3 separate regions of the Gossypium hirsutum genome follow, and all the other regions are linked to region 1. Evidence: chromatin contacts called from public Hi-C data. All regions are on one chromosome and are shown on one strand. The core of a region is the stretch at or near the end of the contact, and the rest is flanking DNA. Distances in the headings are between cores, read along the strand shown.

What was found. A called contact is a pair of places that touch in the nucleus more often than the background predicts.
Region 2: a Hi-C map of leaf shows a contact between it and region 1, with 1.6 times the contacts expected there. The contact joins the promoter of LOC107898482 here to the promoter of LOC107899744 in region 1. A contact is called at or near these places in 2 of 34 Hi-C or Micro-C datasets (hypocotyl and leaf).
Region 3: a Hi-C map of leaf shows a contact between it and region 1, with 1.8 times the contacts expected there. The contact joins the promoter of LOC121216156 here to the promoter of LOC107899744 in region 1. A contact is called at or near these places in 2 of 34 Hi-C or Micro-C datasets (both in leaf).

The regions. Positions count from the first base shown.
Region 1 is chrD04:25,832,647-25,836,303 of Gossypium_hirsutum_v2.1, reverse strand. LOC107899744 (protein EMSY-LIKE 1) reads right to left here and starts at 2,091. Exons shown (of 10, transcript XM_016825528.2): 1 at 1,613-2,091; 2 at 811-1,013; 3 at 600-709; 4 at 389-509; 5 at 1-185. The coding sequence starts at 1,640.
Region 2 is chrD04:25,232,757-25,236,148 of Gossypium_hirsutum_v2.1, reverse strand. LOC107898482 (KS1 protein) reads left to right here and starts at 1,589. Exons shown (of 2, transcript XM_016823939.2): 1 at 1,589-2,033; 2 at 2,864-3,392. The coding sequence starts at 2,912. The coding sequence ends at 3,325.
Region 3 is chrD04:25,180,037-25,183,821 of Gossypium_hirsutum_v2.1, reverse strand. LOC121216156 (enoyl-[acyl-carrier-protein] reductase [NADH], chloroplastic) reads right to left here and starts at 2,451. Exons shown (of 13, transcript XM_041091485.1): 1 at 2,238-2,451; 2 at 1,492-1,814; 3 at 1,173-1,282; 4 at 1,004-1,059; 5 at 824-908; 6 at 693-740; 7 at 1-53. The coding sequence starts at 1,768.

The sequences.
Region 1 (3,657 bases), core at 842-3,341:
TTGTCTTCAGGCCATCTTGTCCACACTTTCCTTCCAATTAAGGGATCAAAAGTTGCTCCTTCAGCACGTTCATTCGCTGAAAGGCTAGCGATAGTACCACGGTTATTGAATTGCCTATTTCCAGCAGAAACTGCAGCAGGATAATGCATAGGCTTTGCCGAGGATAAGCCAGGCAATGACTGACCCTGCAGGGGAAATTTTCAAGTAATACAAGTCAATGTACGCATTCACATTTCTATAACGAAATCATTGTCATTGCTTCTTGCATTTGGTCCAAGCTCCTAAAGCAGCTTTGCTAGCTAGCATCCAAAGAAGAAAGCTTAACACAAAGAACTACTAATAATGTTCTAAAACTTGTTATTCCACCAGCAATGGTAGGGAGATTTACCGATTGAGATGTCTTCTGTTTCTTGCGAGATGCTGAAACAGTTGGACTAGGCAAAATACTGTGGACGCTATGAGATGCACCAAGTCTCGCAGGCTGGTTCCCACCACTTTGCCTCCAGTCCCTGATACAATTGCCCATTTATAATCCATTAAACAGAATAATAATCAATCACTGGACCCTGAAGTCAGAGTAATTCATGAAGCATCCGAACCTTATCCTTCTGATAATATCATCAGCATTAACCTTAGTCAGAAGCTCTCTATGCTCATCATCTGACACCCTCAGTTCTTTCCTAAGTTCTGTTATCAGGCCTTCCTTTTCCTGAAGATGCCAGCATATGCCAAAGCATGGAAACCCGATCAACATGAAATAAACAGGAAAGCAAATTAAAACCAAGTCCAACAAGTGTAAATACATCATACCCAAGTAATGGCATCGGATTGAGCTTTAAAAGCACGCAGAACAGCACAGTAAGCTTCTTGCTCAAGTAGATGTATTTGGGCCTCCATGTCAGAATGCATCCTAGAATATGAAGCAGAACCTACAATAGATCTTCCATTTCCAGCAATATTACCCCTTATTGGAACTCTAGTTGGATGTGAAGGAGGCAAATCATCATCGGTACCTGTTGTCATTATAAAAACAAGAATGACCAAGCAGCATAGAGGCATCCAGGGCAATTAATAGTATTCTGATGCCCTTGTTTGCAAGGCTCAAAAGAACAGTTATAAGGAAATGCAATCGAACAAATATACATAAAAAAATATGGAAATAAATGGATTTATCATGAATCTTCTTGTATAGTAACAAAAAATCTAGCATAATATGGACAAAGAATTGAAAGAGAGAGAGAGAGAGAGAGAAAAGAAAATTGCTTTTTTCTCTCAAACAGAAAAAAGAAATTATATACTGAAGTTCTCTATATTTGAATCCCACTTAGAATTCAAATAAAAAATGTCGAAATAAAACCCAAAAGTTACCCAGAAAGCAAAAGCCAAACAACAGCCTTTCCGCAATGAAATTTATCAAAAAGTCAATGACCCCAATTAATTAAACCCTAAACCCTCATTTCTAATCTTACCCCCACCCAAAAAGAAAATGAATGCACCCATTATCCAATTTTCAAATATCGAAAGGAAAAAAAGGAGGTGAAGAAGAAAAATGAACCCAGAAACAGCAACATTGTTTAATACAACAATTATGACATTAATAAATGCAACATACCACTACTATCGCAAACTTCATAGTCCATACCGAGAAATAAAAAGACGAAGCAGTAAAAGATGTTCTCTTTGTTGAAGGAAAACACCAACCCACAAAAACCCTAACGAGAAGTTGCCCAGAGAGAGAGAAAGAGAGAAGGAAATTAAAGGAAGAAGCTGCCGACGATGCAAAAATCCTATCCAAATCCAAGTAAAGTACAGAGATTTAGAGAGAAAGTTGAAAGGTATGTATATGTTGGTTATTTCGAAAGAGATATTATTGAAGGCAGGGGTAGGGGTAAGAGAGGGCGAGGGAGGGACTTTTTGGACTTGAAATGAAAAACTTCACGGCTTCGCTTTGCATTTGTTTTGGAAGAGATTGATTTGGTTTGCTGTGTCCTATTTTAAAGTGTTCTCGTTTATAGATAGTTCTCGTTTAGAGATAGTTCCGGTCCAGTTCGGACATGTATTGTTCTGCTCCAAAGATCTTTGTTTTAGTCATACATACATATTTCACTCTATTGTCTTCCGGATTTCTATTATTGCTTTAGGCCTTTTGGGCTTGCTGCCTTCCTTTCTTTTCTTCTATCTATTTGGGTTTGATCTTTTCATTTCTTTAAAATTTCCGAGGATTTCTTTAGATAAATTATTAAAAAATTATAAAAAATATAAAAAAAATTAGTTGAATCAGTTCTTTTAGCTTGGTAAGTACCAATTCACGGGCTGATACCCCTATCGATTCTAGTTAAATCAACTGTGGCTTGTTTCGATTCTGAAAATCATGAAATAAAATAAAAGGGTAATTATATTATGTTCTAGTAATTACAAGGAACAATAATTTCCTAAATGTGTTTGACTAGTTTTGTAACGCCTTCCACCTGATTTGTCAGATTTGGATTTCGGGTGTTACTACACACAATACTTAACAATTTAACATAACAAATTACAATTTCCCATCTTTTTAAATTTTTTATTTATCATTTTAATTGAAAAACTTAATATCTAAAAACAGAGGGAGTATTTAAAAATACTTATTACATCAGACATGATACAAATCATTACAATAAAGAAGTTTGTTAACTATAGACACCACAACCTTATAAGTTCAAAAGAACTTAGTGAGCATTAGTATAAATTACCTTGGTGAATACTTTATTTTTTAAAAAGAACACATATGTGCCAATCTTTCTTTTGAACCCCTTAAATCGAGCAAACTCCACTACAGTTTTGATACACACATACACACTAACTATCATACTCTTAGTATACCACTTCTTTCTTTTCTAACTAATTGAAGATTCTTTCAGACATTTCTTAATTCTCTTGTTTACATATGTACTTCCAGGCAGAACATACCTTCAGAATCTATTTCATACAGACCACATCCTAATACTTGTACTTATCTCAAAGCAATTGTTCAGTAAACATAAATCATGGCCGAATACATACAAATTTTGGCGAATACTTATGTAGATCAGAAGACCATCAAACTATTAATCAAATCACACTCTGATTCAATACCACCTAACCCATACTAATAGTATAGTACGTAGATCAATTAGATGACTTCCATGTCATTTTACTCCAGAAACCCTGACGCTCAAAATAATCAATAATAAGATTTCATATGATTTCAGATAGTCATTATACCACCCAAATATGACAGATTCCATATAACTCTGATTCAACCATTTCATAACACAAACAAACCCACAATGAAAAATTCTTAGGTCACACATAGATATGAATATATCAATATCCAACATTATCAGACCATCATGGCGGATACCTTTATTAATATACAAATACACAGTTCTTTTCAAAAACTTATTCAATTATTTCACAAATCTTACTCAACCTTTAACCCTGAGCATATCAATACCTTATCTTAACCATACTTATTACAAATCTAACAGAATTTATCCATAATTTACCATAAAAATAGATATACATAACTTACCAGACATACATGACAAATCACGCTACAAGAGCCAAACATAACACGCCATAAAGGCATCATACAAACTCTTGTGTTTATTGTCCCTATAACACCCTAACCCGTATCTA
Region 2 (3,392 bases), core at 340-2,839, 600 kb after region 1:
TATAATTGACTTAAAGTATTAATTAGATATTTAATTGTTTAAGTTAAGATTGATTTAGTACTCGCCTCCATTGGGTTCGATCCTCGGAGTACTTACCTACTTCGTTATAAAATCTATATTACAATTCGACCCGTATACTTACGGATACCACCTTGTAATTTTTCATTCTATTACAGTATTCACACTCTGGACGTTAGAACGTCCGGAGGCAGTCATGTTTCCAAATATTCAGAGCGAAAACTACCGTTGCAAGTTCCAAACCATGAGTAGGATAATTCTTTTCATGTGACTTAAGTTGTCGAGAAGCATAAGCAATCACTTTCCCCTCTTGCATTAATGCATAACCTAAATCGTTGAGTGATGTGTCGTTAAACACAACAAAAGTATATTCTTATTGCTAGAGAGAGAATAGCTCAATAAATATGAAATGCTAGATTAATTATATAAATTATATAGTATGTTTATTTTTCTTGTTAATTTATTAATAATTATATTTTATGATATATTTTTAAACTCACATATTACATACGATGATTTTATTTTAGTTTTTAAAAGGATCTATTGAAGCGAATCAAATGACAAATAATTAATATATTAAATTTTAGAAAAATTTATATATTAATTTTTCTAGAAATTAATATATATAATTTTTTCTAGAAATTAATATATTTTGAAATTTATTATGATATAGTTGTGGAATTATAAGAAATGTAATTAGTGTTTGTATATTTTAACTATCAAAATCCTAAATAAATAAAAGGGAGAGTGAGGCTAATCAAATTTCTAATCTAAAAACAGTGACACTACCTCTAAACTAGAGGTGTTCATGGGTCGGGCCGGGCCGGGTTCGAGTCGGGCCCATAAAAAAATTTTGGCCCGAGTCCTAGGCCTAGGCTCGGCCCGAAATATGGGCCTGAAATTTTGTCCAGGCCTAGCCTGCCCATTTTTTAAATAAACACCAAAAAAATTTTTAGAAAATTAAAAAAAAAAGTATTTTAAAAATATTTTAAAAATAAAAAAATATTTTTAAATATTTTTAAAAATAAAATATATATATTTATTATATTCGGGCCGGGCCGGGTCAGGCCCGAGCTAAAAAAGTGGTGTTCGAGGCCCGGCCCGTTTTCTAAACGAGCTTCATTTTTTTGCCCAAACTCATATTTCGGGTCTATATTTTTATCCAAACCCTTTCATATTTCGGGTGGGCCGTCGGGCCGGGCCGAACCGCCCAGCCCATGAACACCTCTACTCTAAACTAAGATAACGCGCCTTTGCGTTTTCCTTTGAAATTCACTCACGCTCCTATGGCGCGTATGATTTAAACCAAGTCTCAGTTCACAGAATCTGTAACCATCTATGGAAAAATCCTGTGTACAAACACTTATATAGATATATTTGTCTGTCATGCAATAATCACCGTACACATTTCCGTCAAAGCCACCCAAAACCAGCAGTCAAATTTTTAGATGAATTGATGATCATCCCACATTGTTGTTTGACAGTGAGCAAAGTGTGTGTTACTTCTTTCTATTTTGGTTTTTACTCTACAAAATAAATACCTTTATCTATTTTAATTTTTGTTTGTACATCAAATGTTCAATATCAATGCTATAACTTGAAGTTGAAGTTGAACCCTTGTTTTTAACACTTATCTCTTCTTTTACCACTGACCATTTCTTCTTCCTACCAAATTTTTTTCTAATAATCTTCTCTTTCTCAACCTTGCCTTAGCTCTGTTAAAAGACTCACTGTGCTTTTTGATGATGTTTCCTTTTAACTTAAACTATATTCTCTGATCTGCGTTTTCTTTTATTTCTCATTTAGATCATTGTTTTCGAGGGGCGGGGGCCGGGGGGGGGGGGAAGCTTATCTTGTTCTTTGTTGGCTTCATTCTCGTAAAACCATTGAGAGGAACACGTGGTCCATTTTCTTCTTTCTTCTTGGGGTTTTAGCAACTTCCTTGACTTTCATTATGAGATTCTGAAAAATGGGATTTTGTGTCAAAGATGCAGAATATTGGTGTGTGTTTTAAGGTTAGTTTCATCTTTCTTGTTTCATTTAAAAAAAACACACACAATGGAGTTCTCTCTTGAAAAAGTAGTTAAAAAGCTATTATGTAAAATGTTTGTTTACGGTGTATTGGTTTATAAGAAGTTAATGCTGTGTTTGGTGACGTAATTATTAGGGATGAAGAATATATATTTATACTGAAACACAGATTTAATATCTTATAGTCTACCTACTTTACCTGAAGTTAATAAACGAGAGATGATGTTCTTCTCATGTAGGAAGGTAAATAAAACAAAAGATTTAGAATCCATGGCTTTTGTATTGATTTGGGTTTCCTCTATTGTTAGCGTGATTACACTTATTTGAAGATTGCTCGGATTTGTAGTTTATAGATGTTTAGATTTGGGGGCTGTTCTTGTGCAGTTTTTAGGTTTGAAATTAGGTTTATTTGTGTTGAATCTTTTTTTTCTTTTCCAATCCAATGACTAATCCTTTTTGAGAGCAGTTTGGTTGAGTTTTTTATCCTTTCAATTTAGTCCCAGAAAATATAGGAAAAGAGGTGGAATTATAACAATAAAATCCATTTCTTATTCATTAAAAAAATGGTAAAAGCAGTTGGATGAACCATATAGGAATTTCTGTGGAGGTTCAGGTGTGTTTTACCTTTGTTTCTTAGAAAAGGGAACATTAAATTAACTGATGGTACACAAAATCATATTGTGACTTTCTGAAATGGAGTGTGCTATTTCCTGTTTCTCTCTCACTTAATAATCTCTGTTTTTCTTGTGTTCATTGATCATTTGTTATTGGAAGTGGATTCTTTTGGACTGAATATATTTCTTTGTGTTTGTAGGAACCTACTTCAGTTGTTTGAGATTGTTTTGTAACTGGTTCTTGTACAATGAGAAAAGGCAGAGGAAAAGCAAAGAAGCCGACTATTGTTTCTTCTCGTGAAGATCCTGGAAGTGGTGAAGATGAAAAGATTCCAGAATCTAAGAGAAGAGGAAGGCCGCAAAAGCAATCGAAGGATGATGTTGATGAAGATGACGCAGAGAAGAAAGAAGAAGACGGGGAAGATGTGAAAGGTTCTGTTCCCATCAAAGAGATGAAAAGTCAGGCTGCTACCGAGAACAGAAGGAAGAGGAAAAGGTCAAGGCAGGCAAAAGAAAACTTAGATTCAGTCAAGAAAGAAAATTGTATTACAGCAAAATCGAGCACTGATGATTCATCAAAATCTGTTGGCTATCGACAAAATGCTAGCAGGCGCAAAAGCAAGCCTCGACGGGCTGCTGAAGCTGTCGTTGAATGCAAGTGACATTCTGGTTAATCATCACAGTGAAATTTTACCTTCTTTTTTGTACCTGATAAGCCATTCCAAAAGT
Region 3 (3,785 bases), core at 1,202-3,701, 650 kb after region 1:
TGAACAAGAATGTCAATGCTGCCAAAATCCTTTTTCACACATTCAACAAGCTCCTGTGAGACATTAATACAAAGTGGTCAGTCTTAACCATATGAAACACAAAGAAAGTCATTTTAATCACAGCACTGGAGAACTAATATGAACTTGATATGCCCCAATGGTTAAAGTTAAACACCCAAGTTCTTTTAACGCAAATATCTAGAATGCAAATATCTATAATGCAAAGTTTGCAGCTTATCGAGCCCATAAAAATATTATTAGACTACGATTATGGCCAAGTAGGACACTCTGGTTTTGTGAAATGCAAATGATTTTTACACCTAATTAACAGGTGAAGCCATGGATCACTAAAAATACATGATCCATCCATTTTCTGGCAAATAAAAGATGACATTAGGAAAATGGTAAGCAACATAAATTTGACATTGTGGTTTATGATTTACAGCTCTAAGCCTCTAGCTATTTAAGGGAAAAAAAACAATGCAGTTCATTAAAACATGCAAAAGGCATCTTAGATATCAAAAGTCGAGCATGCCACGCAGCTGAGATGGATATTGTAGTAACTCACAGGTGTTGAAACAATGAAAATATGTACCCAACTAAAAAGAATGATTTTATCTTCCCTATGAAATGTGAAGGCAACTTAAATAGTTACATATTATGAGGTTTGATTTGACAGAACAGTTTTTCACCTGAACTGTCCAGTTTGAAGACCCGGCGTAACGTTTGTTTGTTTTCACCTGAAGGAAACCAAAAATTAGGATATTACAAAAAAAAATCAATATTTGCCTTCTTCTAAAACCATACGGAGAAAAAGGCTTACATCTACAGGTACATCCTCGGGAGAGTCATAAACAGCATCCATGGGATAAACTTTGGTGATCTCCATTAATGACCCATCTGGCAATCTGGAAAAGAAAATTCCAATCAGCATACCGTATGAGAGAAATCGGCAAATACCAAAATCTACACAATCAACAGGAAAGAACATTTTTGTTCTTACACGCGTGATTCATCAAATTTCCCACGTCTTAGACTGCTCTCGAATATGTTGAGTGCCTGCACAAAGAAATGTTTGCAGTTGTAAGAAAAACTGTAAAAAAGTACAACTTTGACCTTAAAATGAGACTCTTTGCTTCTAAATGACACATATGTTAAATAAAGATACATACAGGCACCCATGTTCCAACAAGAATTTCAGCTCCAGCAGCAGCAAGAGATTTTGCTATTGCCCAACCATATCCATTGTCATCAGCAACACCAGCTATAAATGCTCTTTTACCTGCAAACCAACACATCATATTAGATGTTCAACTGGTTTACGTCCATACTGCACAGACAAATTTCATGTCTTAAGAGCTTTTCAGTCATGTCAAGATTCAATAAACATGGTTAGCTGGTACAACATCATCATGTATTCTAATTTGTATTCAACATTATTTGAATTAACGCATAGAAGTTATAAGAGAGGGGGAAATAAGGATAGGTTACCTCTCAAATCAATAGGAAGTCCAGACAAAGGCTTGTTGTCACTTGGTTCAGACATGGCTCTTGTAACAAACTTTTCAAACTTGACAGGCTTTGAAGTGATCCTATGGAGGAACGGCTGCCTTGACGAGATGTGAGAGGCACTTGCAAGCCCTGACCATGATGCCTCTTTATGCTGAGCGATGATGTTCACCATGGTCGAGACAACAATTTTACGAGAAGAAGAAATACAAGGTTTAATGTTGGTCATGTAAGGGTCAGGAGCTGCTGCCGTTCCCATATTTTCTTCTTTTATCTTATTTGAATCACCCAAAGTCAATACAGTTCTACAAGATCAAGTGGAACAGTTAAATAATCAAGTGAAACACAAGGCATTATGGTTAACAGAAAGGCAACATTTTTAAGCAATATCATTAGCAAGAGTGTTAACTTTATAACATAAGAGACACCAACATCCCCTCTGTGGGAATGTAATAAGATGACAAGTTAAAAACTTTTTCTTAGTAAATAAATTGTCTCCAACACCCAAATCTCTGGTTTGGATTCTCATATAATGGCTTGGCCATTGTGTGGTGTAATGCTCTGACATGTAATAAATGGTTGGTTATTTTCATCAGATTTCTAAGGGACCAAATTAGAAGCAGAAGATTTCCATTAATGCTCAAATAAACATGTAAATGGAATGAAGGCATTAGTAAAGTTTGAATAACACTGAGCAAGAACTAACATGGAAAGATCTGAAAACTCACCGAAGCAAAGGAGGAGGAAGATTGGGTTATGAACGTGGGGATTGTACAGAAAGAGCAGTGAGGTGATGAGAATATAAAGAAAAGAGGAGGGGAGTGGGGTTATGTTTTGGGGGTTTCGATGAAACCGAAGTGGTTGATGGAGTTTTGGTTTCCAACAGTTGGGAAGCAACGACGGGATCTTTGGAAATGTCGACCTCAGTTTGGTTTTGGCTCCTACTCAAATTACTATTATGCCCTTCTTTCTCTTTTTGTTGGCTGTGAATAGATTGGACTCTTGACTCATTGATTTGACTTGCTGTCAAAAATAGCCTTATGGCCCGAATTTTACTTTTTTTAATATAATATTTGGATCTTTATTCATAAAAACAAGCCCAAAATAATAAACTGGGTTGTTTACAAAAAGTCAAATATCAAAACAGCCCAAAAAATAGAATTAGGATCCAGATTGCAAAACGGGGAAACTTTAGAGACATCTTCTATCCCAGTTGTTATCCATTAATCAACCCCTCTCCTGAAAAGCAACAAAAAAGGCATGGGAAACCAAAAAAAAATCTCATCATTGTGCTCCATTAACTTTAATCAGAAACAATAACCCTCTTCAATGCATCTCTCAATACTTGTATCTGTCTGTCCAGTCAAGTCCATCTTTATTCTCTCCTGCAACACTCCTGTCTCTTCACTCCTTCATGGCTTCCGTCCATCTTCGATCAGCATCCACCGCTCCGTATGCATCAGATAAGTTGTCTCCCTCTTTTTGATTCATTCTGTAGCTATGATATGGGCAACCATGTTAGATTCTCTATGGGTAAATCGAAAGACACAAGACCCAAAACCTAAACTTAGTTGCTTAGAATCTTTAATATAAGCTTCAATATCAGATCTTTCTTCTTCCTCAGCTTGCAGTTTACGGATCACCGAACGAGAATCTCCTTCCATCTCAGCCTCCCTCAGCCCGAGATTTAACCCTAGATTGAGTGCCTGAAGACACGCCATCGCTTCTGCTGCAAAAACAGACGTTATGTTCTCGTGCATGACTGTTCTTGAACAAATAACTTCTACTCTTTCGTTTTGAACCACTAACCCAGAGCAAGACTCATTCTTTTGCCTGTTAAATGCAGCATCGAAGTTGATTTTTACCATCAACCCATTCGGAGCTACCCATCTCTCCGTATGTATCCTTCTCACTGGTAGGTGTGTGTTCAACCCATCAAGTTCCTTAAGGTAGTTGATCACGAAATCTGCTATTTGAGAACCCGATTTCAGCTCTCCTTCATGAATGAATCTGTTTCTTCATGTCCATATCGCTCACATTGCACATGCTATCAACTTGCATTTAGCTACAGAATTTGAATCAAAAATGTTTTTAATCCATTCTTTGAATTCAGTGTTTGCATCTGCTATAGGCCAGGTAACATTTAACTTCTCCCATGTCTCCTTTATTGTAGAACACTCCCTAAACAAGTGTTCCCTCGTTTCTGCTCCAGTCTGACATCTTCAACAAGTGGTGGAACCCATCATTCTTCTAAAGGGTAGATTACTAAAAGTAAG